Regions from separate parts of the Mus musculus genome. Here all the other regions are linked to region 3. The links are chromatin contacts, called in public Hi-C maps. All regions are on one chromosome and are shown on one strand. Each heading gives the region's core, a stretch centred on a gene start, on an enhancer-like site or on the middle of the called end of the contact. The rest is flanking DNA. Distances are from core to core; before and after follow the strand shown.

The links. Hi-C and Micro-C count contacts between places; a contact is called where the count stands out from the background.
Region 1: a contact with region 3 is called in a Hi-C map of bone marrow-derived macrophages, with 41 read pairs. The contact joins two enhancer-like sites. A contact is called at or near these places in 7 of 39 promoter capture datasets (the C10 cell line, the HPC-7 cell line, cranial neural crest and 4 more), 2 of 15 datasets of contacts at CTCF or cohesin (CD8 T cells and large pre-B cells), 11 of 484 Hi-C or Micro-C datasets (B cells, LSK cells, Th1 cells and 8 more), 12 of 115 datasets of contacts at active chromatin or transcription factors (CD8 T cells, DN3 thymocytes, the HPC-7 cell line and 8 more) and 1 of 9 other capture datasets (bone marrow-derived macrophages).
Region 2: a Hi-C map of bone marrow-derived macrophages shows a contact between it and region 3, with 25 read pairs. The contact joins two enhancer-like sites. A contact is called at or near these places in 2 of 15 datasets of contacts at CTCF or cohesin (CD8 T cells and large pre-B cells), 1 of 484 Hi-C or Micro-C datasets (bone marrow-derived macrophages) and 2 of 115 datasets of contacts at active chromatin or transcription factors (large pre-B cells and regulatory T cells).

Annotation. Positions count from the first base shown.
Region 1 is chr11:22,834,163-22,837,485 of GRCm38.p6, forward strand. B3gnt2 (UDP-GlcNAc:betaGal beta-1,3-N-acetylglucosaminyltransferase 2) reads right to left here. Exons shown (of 2, transcript NM_016888.5): 2 at 577-3,033. The coding sequence starts at 3,024. The coding sequence ends at 1,831. Among named protein-coding and RNA genes, the nearest start is that of B3gnt2, 24 kb to the right of the region's middle. Within about 2 kb of position 1,344, at least 8 of the 459 cell types and tissues checked have an H3K27ac peak or open chromatin away from gene starts, as enhancers often do. A contact at or near this core is called in bone marrow-derived macrophages, where this site is marked.
Region 2 is chr11:22,890,376-22,894,225 of GRCm38.p6, forward strand. No RefSeq gene overlaps it. Among named protein-coding and RNA genes, the nearest start is that of Gm24917, 23 kb to the left of the region's middle. Within about 2 kb of position 1,751, at least 55 of the 459 cell types and tissues checked have an H3K27ac peak or open chromatin away from gene starts, as enhancers often do. A contact at or near this core is called in bone marrow-derived macrophages, where this site is marked.
Region 3 is chr11:22,670,522-22,674,145 of GRCm38.p6, forward strand. No RefSeq gene overlaps it. Among named protein-coding and RNA genes, the nearest start is that of Gm40816, 18 kb to the left of the region's middle. Within about 2 kb of position 1,495, at least 58 of the 459 cell types and tissues checked have an H3K27ac peak or open chromatin away from gene starts, as enhancers often do. A contact at or near this core is called in bone marrow-derived macrophages, where this site is marked.

The DNA.
Region 1 (3,323 bases), core at 94-2,593, 160 kb after region 3:
TTCTACTTTGTATACCTTTCATAAAGACAGGCAGCAGACATGGGTGCTGCACACCAGGGTTTCTTGGTCTGGGTCAAGTCAGTAAAATGGTTTGGTCGATCTCAGGGAGGCCTTGGAGGAAGGGCATGAAGGTGTATATTAGTTGACAGGTCGAGAAAGAAGTGCAACCCGTGGTTGGAAATGCCTGGGTCCTTCTTGCAGACGCTTGGGATGTGGGGGTCCAGGTGCTTTATAGCTGGAATGCATGTCTTCAATTCCATCATCACAATGGAGGTAGAGGGAGGAGCAGCTCTAGGAATTCCAGGCCAGATTGGTCAACATACTGAGCCCCAGGACAGCCAGGACCCCATAGAGACCCCCTCAAATCAAAAACAGAAACAAAAAAAACCAGATGGCACAGCTCTCAGGAAGACACACATAGGTGGGAAGTGCTTTTAAGACTACAGATGCAGTGATGGCTAACCCACGGACACAGACTGTTAATATAATGATGACTGTAATGGTTTCTGGGAAAGATAGCCCAGGGAGAATGTCATGAAACACAGGGAAACAAGAACAGAAAGAGTATCACTTATTATACGTGATGATTAAAAAATACAATCACTTTATTTCCACTTTTTCCCAGTCCCCTGTAGCACAGGTGAGAACCCTCTAAAGCACAAAAATATTTCAAGAAAGCATGTTACAAGATACTAGTATATGCAATATTTTGGCAGAACTTTATTTTCTCTAGCAGTTCATACCCCCCCATCCAAATTTTAAAATTCAAAAATAAGAGTTAACTTTATCTAACATGTTACAGCTTAACATTTAAAACATCATGCTGGATCTGGGAGGAGATGGGGAGGTGAATACAATCAAAACACATTGTATGAAATTCTCAAAGAATTAAAAATGAGAAAAAATAAAATATCATGCTCTAGTTAAATATTTCACAAACACTGTATACAAATAAAATATTACACAAAATATTTTTTAAGAAAATGTTTTGGTGTTTGATCTGAACAATAAATAAAAGCACAGGCACTTCTACACTGAGACAGGGAAGTGTCACTACCCAGAATTTTATCTAAGGAATACGTGATAATATGGCAAGAATAGAATCTTGGGGTTTTAACTGACTAATCACGTCCAAAGCTCAGAAGTGGCGAATGCTTCCCAGTCTCTGAACACTCACAGACCCATGGCTGTCGGGCTACTCAGTCTCCAGTTGGCCATTAGGGAATCACACTCATGATCTTCAAATACTAAAAATAGGTTAACTACCATGATGCCACCCAGGAAACCAAACACAAGTAAAAAGAAAATCCCCTCTGTCCTCATGGCCATAAGCCCTGACAAGATGAACTACACGCACTGCGTGGCTTTCCTTGCATAAAGGAAGTAACGGTTTCTAGTAACAAGGACAATACTGCTGGGTGACGGGAGATTGACATCAGTCTACTTTCTAGACAACTTTCAAAATCTTATGAAAATACATAGAATTCCATTTCACAAAGCCACCAGGTTGTGTCCTACATATATATATATGTATGTATGTACACACACACATATATACACACATACATACATAATTGTGGAGGAGAAAGAAAACAAATTAGAAACTGAGGACCGGCAGCCAGAGGAAGGGTCATAACCACTCACCCTGCCATGCTGAGCTGTCTTCAGCCTTCCCTCTTCACAAGGCAAGGGAAGGACTGAGGGCTTGGGAGCCCAGGGGCTACCTGCTCATGAAGGCTAATAGCCTCACACAGAACTCACCTATTGTGAGAGCACACCATGGGAACTAGTCAGGCTAGGCCTTTCTGTGAAATGCAGCTCATGTCTATTTCAGCATTTTAAATTAGGACTTTGCAACTGAGACCAGATATCAATCATCTCTTGAGGTTTTCTGCTATGTACTAACATTAGGTCTATATAGGAACAAATATTTTTCTTATTTTTCTCTTCAATATCAAATGTCCTGAAGCCTTTGTGCTTCTCTGGAACAAGGCCCAGTTTCTGAAGGCACATTCCCGTATAAACATCATCAATAGGGTAGAGATGGACCCGGCTAGTCGCACTGTACAGCCTCAAGGCAAGGGGGCCGGAGTACAGGAATCCACCACCCCCGGCATACGGTGGGTAGACGCCGGTGTAGAAGACTTCTGGGATGTAGTACTTCAGTTTCTTATCCCGGTGAGGCCCAGCATTGTGGATCACGTCACCTATGAACAAGTCTTTGGCTTTGCTCTTGGATAAGCTATTCAAGTAATTAAGGATGTGATGGGTGTTCACAAACACGTCATCATCGCCCTTGAAGACAAACTCTGCGTCTGGACAGGAAGTGCTCACCCACCTAAGAAACAGCACTTCCTTCAGGGACAGGTTGAAGAATGTGTCTCTATAGTTCCACATGAGGATGTCCTGGTGCTTGTCACTCTCAAACTTAAGCATGTCCGAAAGGTCAGGGTGGTTGTCCTCTGGGGGTGTCTTGCCCAACAGGAAGACCCTCACTACTGTCTGGTTCCCTACGTTGGTTTCTCGGCCCCAAGACTCCCGAATTGCTTGCCTTCTGGCAAAATGTGGAATGAGGGACTTTATCGCCAATAGTAAGAAGGGCTTCTTTGCACATTTCTTCGGTTGATCTATAAGCAGCGAGTAATTCCGGCATCTCAAATACAAGAGAAAGTCTTTAAATCTGTCCGGCAGATTATTAAAATCTGTCACAGCTGTCATGACCGTCGAGTCTGGTTCACAATAGCTCAGGTGACTTGTGTTTGGAGATGTGGCTAGCTCCCCTGTCTGATTGGCCACCCTGTTCAAGATGGGATTGTACCACCTGTTCAGCTTCTCCTGTTCCCTGTTCCAGTATGCCCGGGGAGTGCTGGGTGGCTTCCAGAACTTCTCTTTCGGGATTATTACTCCTCCCTTTCCATTTTTGTCTTGGCTACTGTTTTTGGAGACTTCCACAATCAAATAAATGAAGACATTTGCCATCATCAGGATGCCCAGCAACTTGACTCTTCGACGCCCCACACTCATCTCTCATACCTGGGAAAAGGCAGGGAAGTACGTTAGTGAACTGTGACTCTGATGCCCACAGACACTTTAGGCTTAGCATGGACACATACCTTTACTTCCAGCACTCAAGAGGCAGAGGCAGATGAACTGCCCAGTTCCAGGCCAGCCAAGGCTACACAGTGAGACCCATTCTGTATTTTTAAAAAAGTCTTCCTAAGAATAAATGTTCTAAAATAAGGACTCCTGACTCATCAGCTCTGTTTCAAACTAAATCTTCAACTTTTCCATCTACAAAGGGGGTTGGTTGTACAAAATATGCA
Region 2 (3,850 bases), core at 501-3,000, 220 kb after region 3:
TTTTAGAGTTATCACATGGGTGCTGGGAATTGAACCAGGGACTTTGCCTCTGGAAGAGCAGCCAAGTCTGTTAAATGCTGAGCCATTTCTGAAACCCTAGTCTAAAGACTTCTTGATGAACAATTGTTTCCAGGCTACAACAAAAGGAAAGGGCAATTTTGCAAGGAAGAAATAGAAACAATGTGAACAGATACTCAACACCACTGATTGGAAAATACAAAGAAACTTTTGCCTCGAATTGGCAAAAATGTGTATTATCAAGCACTGTCAGGAGTAAAGGGGGACCCTGTAAACTTCTTCTGAAAGTATAAACTGGCAGGTTGTGTAACAGTGCTCTCTGTGGTCTCTATCTGCACCTCAGGCTGCAGGGCTCCTGTGCACTTGTTTCTGATTCCTGACTGTGCATGAATGTCACATATGTAGCTTGCAGTCAGCCATGGTGGGAAAACTTCTCACAAAGGCAAGTAGCAAGGGCTCTAGACTCCCCCACTGATTTTGGGAAGACGGATGTTAACATTTATCAGCATCCCAGAAAAAGTTTGTAATCCATGCTCTTTTTTGTCTCTGAGATATTCTCCAGTGTTTCATCTGTTCAAACTTGGTCCACAGCTGGGCAGGCACCACCGGAAGGAGGTAGAATCTTTAAGGGGCCACAGGAAAAAGTGCTCCTAAAGTGAACTGTGCAACCCCAGAGTACTTGCCAGCTTTCTGTCACTGTAACAAAATCTCCAAGGCAATCAACACATAAGGAGAAAAGGCTTAGCTTAGCTTAGTTTATGGTTCCACCAGTTGATGGCTGCTTGGTTCCGTTGCCTTTAGGCCTGTTGTGAGGAGAACAGACATGGAGGGGATTATTTACTTCATAGAAACCGAGGAGCATAAAGAGAGGAAGGGGCCAGGGTCCAATATCCTCTTCCCAGGCATGTTCTAATACCCCAGCTTTCCGTCACGGCCTCCTCACGCAGCTCTTTAGAACATGCACAGTTAATTGCATGGTTAACAATCAGGTGCAAAGTGGTCGTGGCATTTGAGCCACAAGAGCGGCACAGCTGTGGTTCTTGTGGTAACCACTTCTCTCTGAGGGTTTACTCAAGGCTCCAGATACTTGCTGCGTCTTGCCTAACCACAGGTTCCTGTGCTTTTCCCAGAGGGATTAAAGGTTGATTCTCCAAGGATTGGGGTAAGGAGACTTCTCCAGCTCTTGAGGGATCTTAGAACCGAATCCCTTAGCTTTTTGCTCACTTCTTCTCAGCGTATACAGAGAAAGAAGGTGCCATTTGTTAGCGATTGCACTGTCCCTCCTCATTTTGAAATAATATCCATAAGCATTGCTGAAAGGACAGCATCCCTGTATCTCTGAAAGGGAGTGAATGGCCCTAAGGACTCTCTGGCTAGATCCGACAAATTAGCTGGCCATCTTTACCTCCTGATACTGGTGACAGCTTTCTTCCAAATTTTTCTCTTCATCTCAGGTGTGATACAGTGTTCAGAAAATAGCCATATCTATGGTTTAAATTGATCCTAAATAAACCTGTAAGATCATTGGATCATAGGGATCGAAAGGTATTCAGGAACCGCACTCACCACCTTTCCCTCCACAGCTGCTGAGCTAAACCCCAACTGCATGGTCACTCCTTGGTCAGTGTGGGCCATCTGCTCGGGAACGTTAGGAGCGCCATCTGACCCAACAGCCTGAGTCAGCCTGGCTCTAGGGAAGGAAGCGAGTTCCACACACAGCTGGCCAGCCTTTCTGTGCCATCACTGCCGCTGTTGAGAAATACCAACTGAGCAAAGTTCAGTTTTACACACAGTGGCAACCTTCAGTCCTTTTAATTTCACAACTCAATTCCACTTTGAGGAAAGGATCAGGAAGGAGTTTTGTCTTTGGAGACAGGGTCTCCAGGTACCCAGGCTGGCCTTGAACTCACTACATAGCTGAAGAACACTTGAATTTCAGACCCTCTTACCTGTACCTCCCAATTGTAATGCTGTGATTACAGTATGAGCCACCATGACTCATTTAGGTTTGTTTTTTGTTTGGGTTTAGTTTTGGAATATTTACTCCCTCCAGAAATTTGCTTGGGAGTTATAGATATGAATCTCTCACCAGATAGCATTAATTCCATTTTATATGATCAAAGGGGTGGGCCTTGGCAGTTTTCTTTAGGAAATAGATAATTGCGCTTACTGGAAGAACACACCTTCCTTGCCAGTCGGGCTGAAAAGGCCACACAGCTCCGTGAAGGCAGCCATAGAGTTGCCTCTGGTCTCCTCCCCAGGGAGGACTGAAGCCCTGGGGGTTCACTTAGGTGCGTAACTTCATTGTTAGCAGCTGCGTGTTCTCTTAGCCAGTTCTGTTTAGCTTTGTTTGTCTTCCATGGAAACACAACTTTTTCTTCTCTCAGCTCTCCACTTATAACAGCTTGTCACTGAAATCCCAAGCCTCATATGCTGAGCTGTATGTGATGCACGTAGATCTGTAAATATCCATCAAGGAAAAAAGGAGCCACTTTCATGAACATGGTGACCCCACTCACTGTGGGGAATGCACCCCAAACCCAAAAACATCATTTCCACTTTATGTTGGCTTCTTTACCCTCAGATATGTCCTATTTTTAAAATGTTGGCTTAAAGTCTTTCCTGAAATTCTGGGCATAGTTGTGTTACTAGCTCTCTACTAGAGCACCTGACTTAGGATGTGCAAGCTCCTAGATTTGATTCCCAGAGCACAAAACCAGTCAAACCATCAATCAACCATCAATCAGTCTACCCCCCTAGCTTCTAAATTAAGCAGGATGGTGTGTGCTTGTTATTCCTGACCTGGGAGGCAGATGGCTAGCTTAAGACCTGGGTTATATAATGAGACCCTTTCGAAATCAATTACAGCCTCTCCCAGCATCTGAGGTCCTGAGGGCTCTGCAGCTCACACAGCTGCTGTGCACAGTTCATCATGTCTCTGAGTGCTTCATGTCACTGCTTCAGCTACCTGAAAACGGTTCCTACCAGTCTTAGCAGCAGCAGCAAACACATGTACTGACGACAGGAGAGACATTGCTCAAGAATGAAAGTATGTTCACTCATAGAGACCTCAATATACACACGGTGAGCACTGCTGTGTGACCTTGTTCTTGGGGTTTTTTTTTTATTTTTATTTTTAACAAATGAAGACCAGGAGGCACGGAGCTGTTGAGCTGACCAAAGTCATGTAGTAGTAAGTTAACGGCCAGAATTTGACCCGGTTAATCAGTTCTTGATTCTGTATGTAATGTGTCTTTTTAGTTGTTGACATTTTCCTTTTCTGAGACAGGGTCCCACAAATCCCATTCACGCCACATTGTCTGGCTCTGTAATACATGTAATGTAATGTGGTGTAATGTAATGTAGAGGGACTTGTCACTCCTCTTCAGATGAACAAGGTGAGTTTGCCTGAGAAGCCTGCACAGTGCTGTGATAGAGATCCAAATCTACTGGATTCTGTGCTTTCTTTGCCTTACCAAATGGAAACCATGAATTTAGTTAATGCCCAACTCAATTACCTGATCTCCTGATGAGTATGTTTGCAGATCCTCTCAGGAATTTCAGTGTAAAGGGAATTCTGGTGCTCAGTACATGGAGAGAAGGTTTTTAATATCAAGATGTGTAAGAAATGTTCCTTGCCCTTATGAAGCTCACAGCTCTAGGGAAAACATGTGACAAGAAAGAGGTGCTTTGATGTTGGGCAAGTTCAGCAAGCAAAGAGGTGAGGTTGTGTTTCAAAGTGCTTCACACAATCCACATAGGAAAATTCAGTTATTGGGCTGGGGAGAAGGCTCAGCAGGTAGGCATGACTACTGGTCTTCTAGAAACAACA
Region 3 (3,624 bases), core at 245-2,744:
TTGGGTTCTGATGGCAGGATTGATGCTTCTCCTGTTTGTCCCAGCAAGACTGAGTCTCCGTTTTTTGGCTTACAAGACCCATGTGTTTGCTGTGCTATGAGGGATCATCAATTAGGTATTTTAGAGAATTTAGAAGAAGAATTAGGATGGAAACAGGGGGAAGCAGAAGGCTGAGGCAATGTGTCCACTGGCGATGAAGGTCAGTTTGATGACTGGCCTCTATCCATGTCAGGGTGGCGATCACCTGCTAGGCATCAGGCCAGGCATTGGCTGAGCAGTCAGAATATCAGAAGTGTCTGGAAACACGAGGTAGGTGAGATGGTAAGATGGTAGGATATTAATAGGAAATATAAGGGCAAAAATGCTTAGGCAATGATGACATAGCCTACCGTGGGGTAGCATGTGAAGGGGATTTCTCAAGACCGCCTGGCTCTCCTGGGTGCAGGAAAGAATACTAGTAGAGAAAGAATGAGGATCAAACACAGGAGATCAAAAAGATCTGTAGTTGAATTGTAGGAGAGACATGGAACTTTGTCTGAAACTAAATACATTCCTATGTGTTGCTTGAGTCTGTTTCATAAAGACATAAAGGGTGAAGAATTTCTAGGACTGCTGTTGATGAGTGGAAAAATAAAATGGAAGGGAAATAATTGAATTAAAGTAATTTTATCAACTGAGAACCCAAGGATGCATATTACTATCAATGATATGATTATAATTAATTTTAAGTTATTTGCTTTCAAAGCTTGTGGAAGAGAATAATTGGGGGCTTCTTAGATCAAACAAAAGACGTGTAATAGCAAATAGAAATTTTTTTATGGAGAACAATAGATGTGCTTAATCTCTTAGATCAAATCCACAGTCTTATTGATTTGACTTCTCTGAATAAATATTTAATTGGGAAAATCACAATGTAATCATGACAAGACAAATGGCTAGTATCAGTTAGCCAAGTTTTTATTAGATTACATGTTCTCTTCTGGACTACACTAGAGCTGATTGATTGGAAGTCACCCACACAAATTAAAATAAGATCCTTGGTGATAAACAGAAACATAAGGAACATGATGCATCAGTGAAGGATTACTGTGACTCCGCAGCATCAAAAGTCAAAACGCTGGTTCTGGTGCTGTGAAATGCCAGCTGATGCGGTGAGCAGACCTCACCGAGAGCTGATACAATGTAAATGTGTGATCCATGAAGACCTTTCCCTGTGGGAGGCTTCACACTGTTGTGGCAGAAAACTCCCTCAAATGCAGGTGCCACTACACGTATTAACAACTTTACCCAGTCACACTCAATCCCTGAAGAAGCCAGATGGCCCCCAGGTCAGCAGAATGCGTCAGAGCCTGTATAACTTGAGTCTAGTCCAGCATTAGCTTTACTGTTACATAAAAGCAGCCAGCACACTCACAACAGGAGGTTGAGCACACGTTTCTTGGTCCCCAACCAAGGGGATGTCTTATGCCACGTCCCTGAGAACACAGCCACATGACCAAGTTCTCTGTTGCTTCCTTCAAGCCAGTTTTTCCCATAGGAAAGGCATCCAGTGCATATAGCTGATATGTGCTTATTTTTAGTTCCTCTTTGTGTTCTCTTCCTCTATCAACAGGAAACACATCTCTTCTATTCTTTCTGTACTTTAATGGGAAAATGGGAAAAAGCCCTAGCACTAAAAATAAATAGAATCCAAGCCTAAATGAGGGCCTAGTGGGTGCAGCCTATAGGCTCTGCCACAGGCCTGAGGATCACATGTCTCCCAGGGACAGAATCACCAGGCAGGTTGTCATAGTAACACAGTATTAGAGGCAGGTGGCAGGCTATCCACAAATGTGGAGCACAGGGGACTCAGCAGGAACTATAAAAACAGTACCTGCTGGCAGCCTGCGATCCTTCTTGGAAAATACTGTCTGTATTCACTATTTTGTGTCAAAAAGGCTAATATTAAATGTACAGAAAATTATTCTTGAAAATCCACAAGAAATCAATTTATTTCAAATGAAACTTTGCGAGTTATGTTTTCCAAGGTTCAGAATCTAAGTCCTAGAATTGTCAGTTACATTTCATCTTTTCTAATACACCTGCCATTGGGAGCTTATGGTCTCTGTGGCCACACCTATTTAGACACACAGAGGGCATATTCTACACATCTGCTGCCACGACCTCTAGATTATGCATGCTCTCTTTATGTTAACTTCTACACGCCAAGGACACATCTCTATAAGAATTTCCTGGGGAGGGGAGGTGCTGTTTCTAGTGGTATACACCTTTAATCTCAGCACTAGGAAGATGGCAGGCAGATCTCTCTTGAGTTCAAGACCAGGCTGCTCTGCATAGCAAGCTCCAGGCCAACAAGAACTATATAGTGAGATCTTGCCTCAAAAAAAAAAAAAAAAAAAAAAAAAAAAAAAAAAAAAAAAAAAAAAGTTAAATGTTACTTGGGCCTGCAAGATAGCCTAACAGATAAAGGCTAACAACCCGAGTTCAACCCCTGACCCTATGTGATGACTTAGGTGCCCACAGTAGCACCTGGTTCAGAGAGCAGAGGGAGACGAGCCTGTGGATAGACCAGAGATAGAGGTCTGATGCATGGGTTGGATAAAAGCAAGAACACTTCCTTCACTGTAATAGAGGGCAAAAAGTAAAGATCATGTTGGCCTTCAACACACATGTATACACACACACACACCATAATAATTTTAATGTTATTTCATGCATTCACTGAAAGCAGATGGCAAGCAGGTAGCAAAATGAACATTCTGCTTTCTTCTCACAGGTCCAGTTGTCTCCTAGTTCCCCATGGAAGCTGATGAGTTTCTACCCTACACTGTTGTCAACTGTGTGTGCTATGTGTAGTCATCTTTTCTTTTTTTTATTTATTTATTTATTTATTTATTTATTATATGTAAGTACACTGTAGCTGTCCTCAGACACTTCAGAAGAGGGAGTCAGATCTTGTTGGTTGGATGGTTGTGAGCCACCATGTGGTTGCTGGGATTTGAACTTCCAACCTTTGGAAGAGCAGTCGGGTGCTCTTACCCACTGAGCCATCTCACCAGCCCAGTCATCTTTTCTTTATTGGAGTGCACATGTGCACACATATGCGCGTGTGTGCATACGTGTATGTGTGTGTGTGTGTGTGTGTGTGTGTGTGTGTGTGAGATCTGTGCACATATATGGAGGCCAGAGGTCAATACTGGGCATCTTCCTCCATTACGTTCTACTTTATTCTGTGAGGCAGAGTCTCTTACAGAGCCTGAAGCTCACCATTTCAGCTAGACTGACTGATCACTGAGCTCCAGGGCTTTGCTGCCTCTGCCTCCCCGGTGCTGGTTTTACAGACACTCACACCATGCCTGGCCTTCCTATGAATGCTGGGGATGCTACCTCAGGTCCCCATGCTTATGCAGTTGAGCCACCATTCCAGCCCTGCTCAGTCATTTCTGTGTGAATCTCTTCAGCTTACTCCTCAGCCTGCTTGAATCAGGCTTCTGCTAGCCCTATCCCATTCACATGTTCTTTACCAGACCACCCAAACCACAGTGAATAAGTGACAGGTTTCAGCCAGCTGTGGTGGCGATCACCTTTAATCCCGGCACCTGGGAGGCAGAGGCAGGCGGACCT